Regions from separate parts of the Gossypium hirsutum genome. Here regions 1 and 3 are each linked to region 2. The links are chromatin contacts, called in public Hi-C maps. All regions are on one chromosome and are shown on one strand. The core of a region is the stretch at or near the end of the contact, and the rest is flanking DNA. Distances in the headings are between cores, read along the strand shown. Region 1 holds the start of LOC107962876 (glycine dehydrogenase (decarboxylating), mitochondrial). Region 2 holds the start of LOC107897070 (probable beta-1,3-galactosyltransferase 12). Region 3 holds the start of LOC107897074 (vacuolar-processing enzyme).

The links. A called contact is a pair of places that touch in the nucleus more often than the background predicts.
Region 1: a Hi-C map of leaf shows a contact between it and region 2, with 2.0 times the contacts expected there. The contact joins the promoter of LOC107962876 here to the promoter of LOC107897070 in region 2. A contact is called at or near these places in 5 of 34 Hi-C or Micro-C datasets (callus and leaf).
Region 3: a contact with region 2 is called in a Hi-C map of leaf, with 2.2 times the contacts expected there. The contact joins the promoter of LOC107897074 here to the promoter of LOC107897070 in region 2. A contact is called at or near these places in 9 of 34 Hi-C or Micro-C datasets (anther, callus, hypocotyl and 3 more).

The regions. Positions count from the first base shown.
Region 1 is chrA06:31,451,098-31,454,090 of Gossypium_hirsutum_v2.1, forward strand. LOC107962876 (glycine dehydrogenase (decarboxylating), mitochondrial) reads right to left here and starts at 1,586. Exons shown (of 15, transcript XM_016899431.2): 1 at 1-1,586. The coding sequence starts at 963.
Region 2 is chrA06:31,668,272-31,671,419 of Gossypium_hirsutum_v2.1, forward strand. LOC107897070 (probable beta-1,3-galactosyltransferase 12) reads right to left here and starts at 1,251. Exons shown (of 7, transcript XM_016822406.2): 1 at 1-1,251. The coding sequence starts at 82.
Region 3 is chrA06:31,846,440-31,849,429 of Gossypium_hirsutum_v2.1, forward strand. LOC107897074 (vacuolar-processing enzyme) reads left to right here and starts at 1,513. Exons shown (of 9, transcript XM_016822413.2): 1 at 1,513-1,810; 2 at 1,999-2,163; 3 at 2,261-2,417; 4 at 2,552-2,637; 5 at 2,731-2,930. The coding sequence starts at 1,601.

The DNA.
Region 1 (2,993 bases), core at 336-2,835, 220 kb before region 2:
TGCCATGACAACCTTAACACCATGAGCATGAGCATTCTTAATAAACTCCCCGTAGTCCAAAACCTCGCCCTCGGTCCCTGGATACTGAACCAAAACCCCACAAACATCACCAGAGCTGTAATCAATATCCTTAAGATCTGCAGTAACCACTTTAAGATCAAAACCATCAGCTCTAGTCTTACAAATATCAATTGTCTGAGGGTGACAATTATTAGCAATGATGAAAGTCTTCTTTTTCCCTTTCAGAATATTGTTACACATGGCCATAGCCTCAGCAGCAGCAGTTCCCTCATCAAGCAATGAAGCATTTGACATAGGCAAACCAGTGAGATCAGTAATCATGGTTTGGAAGTTAAGCAAAGACTCAAGCCTGCCTTGAGATATCTCAGCTTGGTAAGGTGTGTATTGAGTGTACCAAGCTGGATTCTCCATTATGTTCCTCAAAATCACAGGGGGAACATGAGTGTTATAATAACCCATCCCAATGAATGACTTGAAAATCTTGTTCTTAGATTCCAACATTTTCATGTGTTCAATCATTTGGCTCTCAGTTAACCCTTCATCGAACTTTGAAAACTTCATGGAATCAATACGTATAGCTTTAGGCACAGTTGCATCAATAAGGGAATAAAGACTATCAAACCCACAAGATTCAGCCATTTTGGTCTGCTCCTCAGGGGTTGCAGAGTTATGGCGGCGGGGAAAAGTATCACTCGATTTTAATGCCTCAACAGAGATGGATCGAAGTTGTTGTGACCCAAAACTGTTTGGTACATTTCTACCTCCTAACAAATCTGATCTGCTATAACACTTGGAACCAAAAGGCGACAGTGAAGATACATACCTTGAAGGAGTGTATAAAACAGGTGATCTACAGCTCATTTGCCCATTGCTTGATTGCTTGGTTTCATTAACCAAGCGTCTAAGGATTGCCCTGCTAGCCAACCTCCTTGCCCTCTCCATCAAAGAAGTTGCTTTTTTTTTTTTTCTTAAGGTTTTGGTAATGAAAATGCAATGGAGAAGAAAAAGAAAAAGAAACTTTGGGTTGGTGAGGCAATGAAACAAAAAGGCTAAAAGGTTTAATTTTTATTTCATGAGTGAGAGAAGGGAAAGTGGGTTGGTGATAGAACTGTGTGTATACTTTTGTCTATATTTATATATGGTTGTGCTTAAATAATCAAATGTAATTGAAAATCATGAAAAGAAATATTATTTTTATGGGAAAATTAAAGAATTTTGGTGGATGATGGGTGACGCTGCAACTATGGAGAAAAAAGACAGATTTTTTTGAGGACATAACATGTCAGATTCCAAAACTAACATAAAAAAGAAATCACAAATCTCCAAAAGAAAATGAATGGAAGTAATTGCAAGAAAAAGGATTGAAATTCAATGGATCACAATTCATGGCATCATCTCTTTAATCAAACAAATCTCAGGAAAATAAAATTTCAATCTTATTCTTTTCTCCCTTTCTGGTTCTTTGGATGAAGATTGAAGCTTGTGTGTTGGCAATATCTGTTTCACAATCTCATTATCTTGATTATCCCTCACCCTCAACCTCTCACTGCCATCTATCTTTACTATAATTAAAAATTTACTCTTTCAAATTTAAAAATACTAATTGAATTCTATTAAAATTCGTCTATTACATAATTATTGAATGAATATTTAATATTTTTATGCCAGTTTTATTATGGATTGTCACTATTTTAAGAATAACATGCACTAATCAATAAGATTGTATTTAAAATTTGAGATAAGAGGCGTATATCTGTATTCTTTATTTATACATATACGCACAAAAATATGATTAGTATGTGTTAAAAAGGTTTTATCAAATGAATCTTTGCTTGGAATTTGACCAACAAAATTTCAATCTCAAAAATCATCCTCGGAAGTAGTACTGTACGTGTCATCCAACTTAACTGATACCAACCCTCTTTGCCATACATCCGGTTTTAGTCGGTTCAATTTCTACTCTTGCGGTACGTTTGATTCACTATAATGGACTAGGGCTGTAATTGAGTAGAGTTGTAATGAAATAGAACTGTAATCAGTAATTCAATTATTTGATTTAATGGAAGTGAATAGAGCTGTAATAGAATTCTTGTGTTGGTTGAATAAAATAAATATTGTAATAGTATAAGGAAAAAAACTTAAATGACCAAAGTACCCTTAGCAGAATTTTTGTAGATAGATGATCATTATTATTAAATTTTAATAAGATTATTGTTCAATATATTTTAGTAAAAATAAAAAAAATAATTTAATCATATTTTAACATAATTATTATTAAATACAATTTAATAAAATAATATATAATTTAATAACATTCTTAATATAATTATTAATAATATTTAATAATAATTTTAATATAAAATTATTATTAAAAATATTTCAATGTCTAATATATTTGCTTTAATCTAGCCTCTCACCTGTTCTCTTAGGTCACAATCGCCAATATAAAAATGACTCTAACGATATTTTATTTTAATAATCAATTTTAATAGAAAACATATTTTATATATTTTATTTGATCATTTATAATAACATGATAACAACAATGAATTATAAGGTATACTCTTTAATAAATTAATTATTTATAGCAATCTTTTGGTGAAATAAAAACCTTCAAATTTTACATAAAAATTACTAAATTTTAGTAACATTAGTTCTTTTCATATGTGAAATAAAAAATAAAAACTCATAGTCCTTTGTTATTCAAAAACCATAGTCCTTAATTTTAGGTTATTCAAAAACTCATAGTTCTTTATGTTATTCAAAAACATGAAGAAAACTCGATATAAATACAGAAGGAGCTGAGATCCGCAATCCCTTTGTCTCAAAAGCCATTCCTCATTTTATGTTAATTAAAAACTCAAAGTTATTTATGTTATTCTCGTATAAGAAATAGCAAATTCTCTCCATAGCATTGGCTTCTCTTAGAAAGTCAAACTCATATCCAATCTTGACAACACAAAGGATAAATA
Region 2 (3,148 bases), core at 1-2,500:
GTTTGGCGGAGTAGAAGGAAGGAAGCGGAGCGGATCCCGCGGAACCGCTGGAGGCGGAGGAGCGGTGAGAGAAGAGGGGCATTTTAGTGAATTACGGGGAATGGGAGTGAGAAAATATAGTAAATTGGTAATGAAGAAAAAGATTTAACAGCAGTCAATCACTGAGTCGAAGAGTGGTGTACCTTTGTAGGGGAGCGAAATGAACCTTGAGAAATACTGCACTTGATATAATTTTTGGTAGTTGGATCTTTGTTTTTCTTTTTCATTTTTGCTCCTCTTTAAAGCTTCACCGGGCATGTTAAATCTGACTGTTTTTTCCTTGTGAAAATTAAAAACCCTTTATTGGATTCTTTCATTTCACATTCTCAAATTTGACTTTGTAACTCTGTACTTGGAGCATTTGCAACGTACATGTTTCCATCCGGAGGGATTACATTTGCTTTCTTTTAAGGGCCTTTTCCCCTCTCTCAATGAGAAAAAGTAATTGGAGTCAAATTCGGTCCATGCGAATGAGAGCAAAAGTTTCTAACAAATAATAAAAGCCAAAGCTTCAACCAATACAAAACAAAGGCCTTAATAGCCAATAAAGCTAATGCCCTAGTCAGGCAACCTAAGAGGATTCAACACTTGAATCAAAGGGAGCGAAGGTGGATTCAAGCCAATACAATGGTTGCCAACCCTTCCTTTCCTAGTGTTGGAAACGTTGCAAACTTGAAACAACAGATAGGTGGAACCTAAAAAAAGTTCATATAAAAACACAAGCCATCAAAGACTCCATGGGAAAAAAGTCATTATTGGCATAGCAAATGGACCAGTCTTCGCGTCCGAGCAAATTACACAATAAAAAAAATGAGGGGAAAGCAAGCGCCACATATAAAGTCTCCACGAGAAAGGTAAAGGCTTATACCGAAGCCAAACATTATTATTTCGAATAACGATCTCCATCACATGGAAAACCTGGCCGATAGACTGAATTACAAGGGCGACAAAGTAGGGGTGGTGATGGACTACTTAACCGCCAAACGACTGGTTGCGATAGAGGATTTTCTTTGATAAAAAATGGGTTGTTGACGCTGGTCAATGAGATTGCTAGTGGTGGAGATGAAAAGCAGAAGGAGAAGGGGTTATGGATGATTTTTTACGACAATTCGAAGGTCAGAGGATGAAATCAGAGTGGTTTTTGATACCTTGTACGACGAAAGGGGTGGATAAAAAGCCAACCAACGGTGCAAGAGCTTAATCCATATATTTTTAGTACGGTAGCAAAGTTCTTAACCCTTAAAACTCTTTCCAAGATTAAAACCATTTATTGCTGTCTTTTTTTCAGTTTTTCATTGCTTTTTCTATTGAATCTTTCCCATTTTTATACTGTATAAATACTTTGGTTTTTTATTTGAAAAATATCTCAAGGTTTTAGCTTAGCCATTTTTTTGTACTAATTACATTGTAATCTACAAACAACTCTTGTATTCATAAGCACTCAAGCCTTCTTATATTTCTCATAAAAATATTTTTCTTTATTTTTTTATTTTTTTTCAGACACTAAATGACGTTAATTATAGCATGGATTGTATCAAACGCAATGAAAGAATATAAATTGATACCAGAAATGAATGCACATTGTCCATTATCAGTAAAATCATAAAGTGAAAAACATAAGTATATTCTTTTATATGTAATATATATTCAAGCGAAATAATTCATTAACTATAATTTTAAAATGGTTAAATGCATAAGAGTCAAAATTTTCAAATTGTTCATGTAAAGGCCTAACTTTTACAGAATTACTACCTTTTAAAGTGCTCAAATAAGAATATAATTACTATCAATATTTATTTGATCTATAGATTACGAAGTTGAAAAGTGTAAAATATGTTAAATATGATGTGAATAACAAATTGTTTATCCAGGGTAGAATAATTTCACTCTTATTAACACATTGCTTATCCGGGGAAGAATTCTCAGTTATAGAACAATAGTATTATTTTTATTTAATTGTGTATGAAAATAGTTTTTTTTTTTTTTTACTTTTCATATTTAGTCACATTTTTTTTTCATTTGATCACTAAAATAAAGTTATTGTTGTTGTTAACCATATACAAAGATAAAGGTTAATTATGAATAGATAAGTTATAACCGCATTGCATTCTTATTATAAAGACTTTTGCTTTCATGATTAAATTAACCCATCAAGACTTCAAATCTTCATTTTTGGACAAAAAAAAACATAGTTATTAATTTACTCTTGATTAATTAGGATTCTTAAGAATTTGTTTTGTTATAATTAGTTATAGCATAATTATGATTAAAACATTCAACCAATAGTTGAGTTAAAATTTTCATTTTGATTATATAAATTTAAAAAATATATTATTGAAATATTTTTTCAACGAAAATTTGAAATTTACATGCATGTTCTTTAATATTTTAAATATATGTATATGGAAAATAATTTTAAAAAATTTAAGTAAAATTATAAAAATAGAACTGATACGTCTTTAACAATTGGTTTTAAAAATTATGGACTAATTGCATAATTTAAAAGTAAGGTAAAAGTGTTTGTCAAATTCCTTTATTATATAGTACAGTAGAGGGCTAATTTATTGTGGTCTCTATAATAGAGGGATCTGCTTAAATTAATTAGGTACAAGAATTATGGAATAAAATTTTTTTTATTTTTACTATAATTATTGGTTTCTATACCATGTATATTGCCTATGGGTCGGGTGGCTTGACAGAGCATAGTTTGAGAATGGAGTTTATTATTATTATTATTATTATTATTTCCCAACTCAAATTCAAATTAAATAATAAAAATATATTTTATTTAAATTTAATTATAAAATACGTAAATATTAATATTAATATGTTTTTAATAATTTATTAATATATAAATAGTAAAATTAATTATTGGACTAGACTAAATTTCGATTAGGACTTAAATTTTTTTTAGAATCTAATCTCGGTTTGACCCATAAACAATTATAATTACATGTTAATTTATTCTGTTTACCTGTTTTATTTAATATATTATATTATGAGAATATTATTAAATTGTTAATATAATTTAAATTTTAACATAGATTTCAACTAATGAATATTATTTCTTGGGAATCAATTTCCAATACATTAATCAAATGTATCATCA
Region 3 (2,990 bases), core at 263-2,762, 180 kb after region 2:
CATAAATATCATGTTTAAATTCCCTCTAATATTTATCTGTAAGAGTCCCACTAATTTTAATTCTAGTTTTAATAATTCAATCATGTACTGTTTACGATAATATATATTTTAAAAAATAAAAAAATAAAATAAAATCCTAAATAATTTTGACAAAGTATAAAACAGATACAATGAAGTTTAAGTAATCAAGTACATGATGAGCTAGGCATGAAAAGGAAGCATATATGTTTTGGAATTTTATTATCAAGGAAAGTCCCCTTTGTTCCACAATGAAACTTCACCCAACTTTTTATAATAGTATGGTTTTAAGCAGCTAGTTGTTCCATGAAAACGAAAGGGTTGGGTAATTAGAATCAAATTATTATTTTTCTATTTAAATTCCATCGTAATAATCACCTTAGCTTCAAATATAGTTTAAAGTCACCAATAATGCAAGGGTCGCTGTATATGCATCCATCAAAGAAAATCAAATGTAGAAGAAGAGTGTGAGCAAGAGATTCCTATTACTTTATGTCACAATTTTTTGTATGATACCAAAAGATTCAAATAAACTTGCCTCCCTTTTCAAGATATGGGATTGGATCGCCCCTTCAAATATTTTGACTTTTATGTTTTTTTTCTTAAATAATACATTTTTTAATATTAAAAAAAAAACAGTATGCTATAAAATTTGTTTGATGTTTTTATAATTAGAGTTAATATTTTAAACTCTATCAACAATAATATATTAATGGAGTTAGGTAAAAAATTGAGTTTGTTTAAACATGAATTGGATGGAATTGAACTTCAAAATGAAGAAGATTCAAGTCCGAGCCAATCAAAACATGTTGTCCAATTTTTATATTGTAAATATTAAATAATATGTTATTTATGTTTAAATTTTCAGTAAAGGAAAAATATATATGTAATTTAATAAATATTAAAAAAACGTATACAAGTAATAAAAAATAAATAATAGAGACATGTAATGATATTTTAACTTCACTTATATGATTAAAAAAGTCGACAATTAATTAGAAATTTTTATAAATTAAGCTGAGTTTAATTTTTTTTTTTACTCTTAAGCTAATTCAATTCGTTCTATTTCACTGTTTATAAATAATAAAAAGTACAAAAATATTTTTTATTATTTTTTATATCTTTTTCATTATTCAATTTAAGTATAAGTAATTTTCATAATATTTATTAGATTAGAATATTTATTGATTTTATTTTAAAAAATAAAAATGAAAATTGGGTGTTTTTGAGTTTTCCGTTTTCCATGAAAAAAAAAAAGCAACCAATAAGAGACAACTACGTAATACACATTTCGACTCCGCGGGTCCCATTAAAAGCCGACGAAAATCAACTTGGCCACCTCCCGTTTTTCATCGCTCTCATCACAACCGTTTTTCTTTTTTACTCTTGAAGGAACAAAACCGTTAATTTTTATGGGTCCCCAAATGAACGTCCCAGATGCAATCATAAGTTTCCATCAATAAAAGTGGCTCCTGGGCCCGCCAATACCATAGCTAATATCTAAATTTATGCTTATAATAACTTAGCTGCAAAGCCTTTGAATTTTGCATTATCTTCAATTTCTTCTTTTGTTGGCCAAATCATGACCACTCTCGTGACCGGTGTGTTTCTCCTCCTACTATCCGTCGCCGGCGTCGTCTCCGCTGCTAGATATATCACCGGTGATGTCCTCCGGTTACCTTCGGAAGCTTCAAGGTTCTTCCAATGGAGGAGCGATGATGATGAAGTTGGTGGCACAAGATGGGCGGTCCTGATTGCTGGATCTAATGGATATTGGAATTACAGGCATCAGGTTATAGCTTTTCTTTAAAATTCAATTTTTCTTTATCGTTTTCATGAGTTTTTTTGAAAATATTTATGATTGAACTTTTAATGTCAACCTCCACTCCACTTCAACAAAGTAAATTATTAAAAAAGCTTTTCACTTATTGGTTGTTTGATCGGTCTTAAATTTGTTAAAATTATTGATAATTGTTCCAGGCTGATGTTTGTCATGCTTATCAACTCCTAAGGAACGGTGGTTTGAAAGAGGAAAATATCATTGTCTTTATGTACGATGATATCGCTTTCAATGAAGAAAACCCTAGGCCTGGTGTTATCATTAACAATCCTCATGGCGATGATGTTTATAAGGGAGTCCCAAAGGTCTGTTCTTTTTTTATTTTTCTTTTTGTAAAAACAAATCATTATTAATTTTACAATTACTGATTATAATCGTTGCCTAATTGTTGTCCTTTTGCAGGACTATACTGGAGAAGATGTTAATGTTCACAACTTTTTTGCGGCTCTCCTCGGAAACAAGTCTGCTATCACCGGGGGTAGCGGGAAGGTTGTCGATAGTGGCCCCGATGATCATATCTTCTTATACTACACTGACCATGGGGGTCCCGGTGTCCTTGGTTAGTAATATCTCATTAGCAGTTACTTTTTTATAGCTCTCTGATTGTGCCTTAGCTTCGTATTTATTATTTGCAGATTCTAGTATTTGATACTTGCTTTTGAAGCTGTTAATGTTTCTTTTGTGTTAATCCAGGGATGCCTACCTTTCCTTATCTTTATGCTGATGACTTGATTGAGGTTTTAAAGAAAAAGCATGCTTCAGGGAATTATAAAAGCATGGTAATTTGATGTTTTAAAATTTTCGATTTCTGGATGTGTTTTCTTGTCATCTTTCTGCCGTTTTTAATTTCTTATCTGCATGTAACTTTGCAGGTATTCTATCTTGAAGCTTGTGAGTCAGGTAGTATCTTTGAGGGTCTTCTTCCTCAGGGGTTGAATATCTATGCAACCACAGCATCAAATGCGGAAGAGAGTAGCTGGGGAACCTATTGTCCCGGAGAGTACCCAAGTCCTCCCCCAGAATATGAAACCTGCTTGGGAGACTTGTACAGTGTCGCTTGGATGGAGGACAGGTTGGTATTCAAGCATGATCACCATATAAGTCCTTTTCATTTATATTTGGGAATATGGGT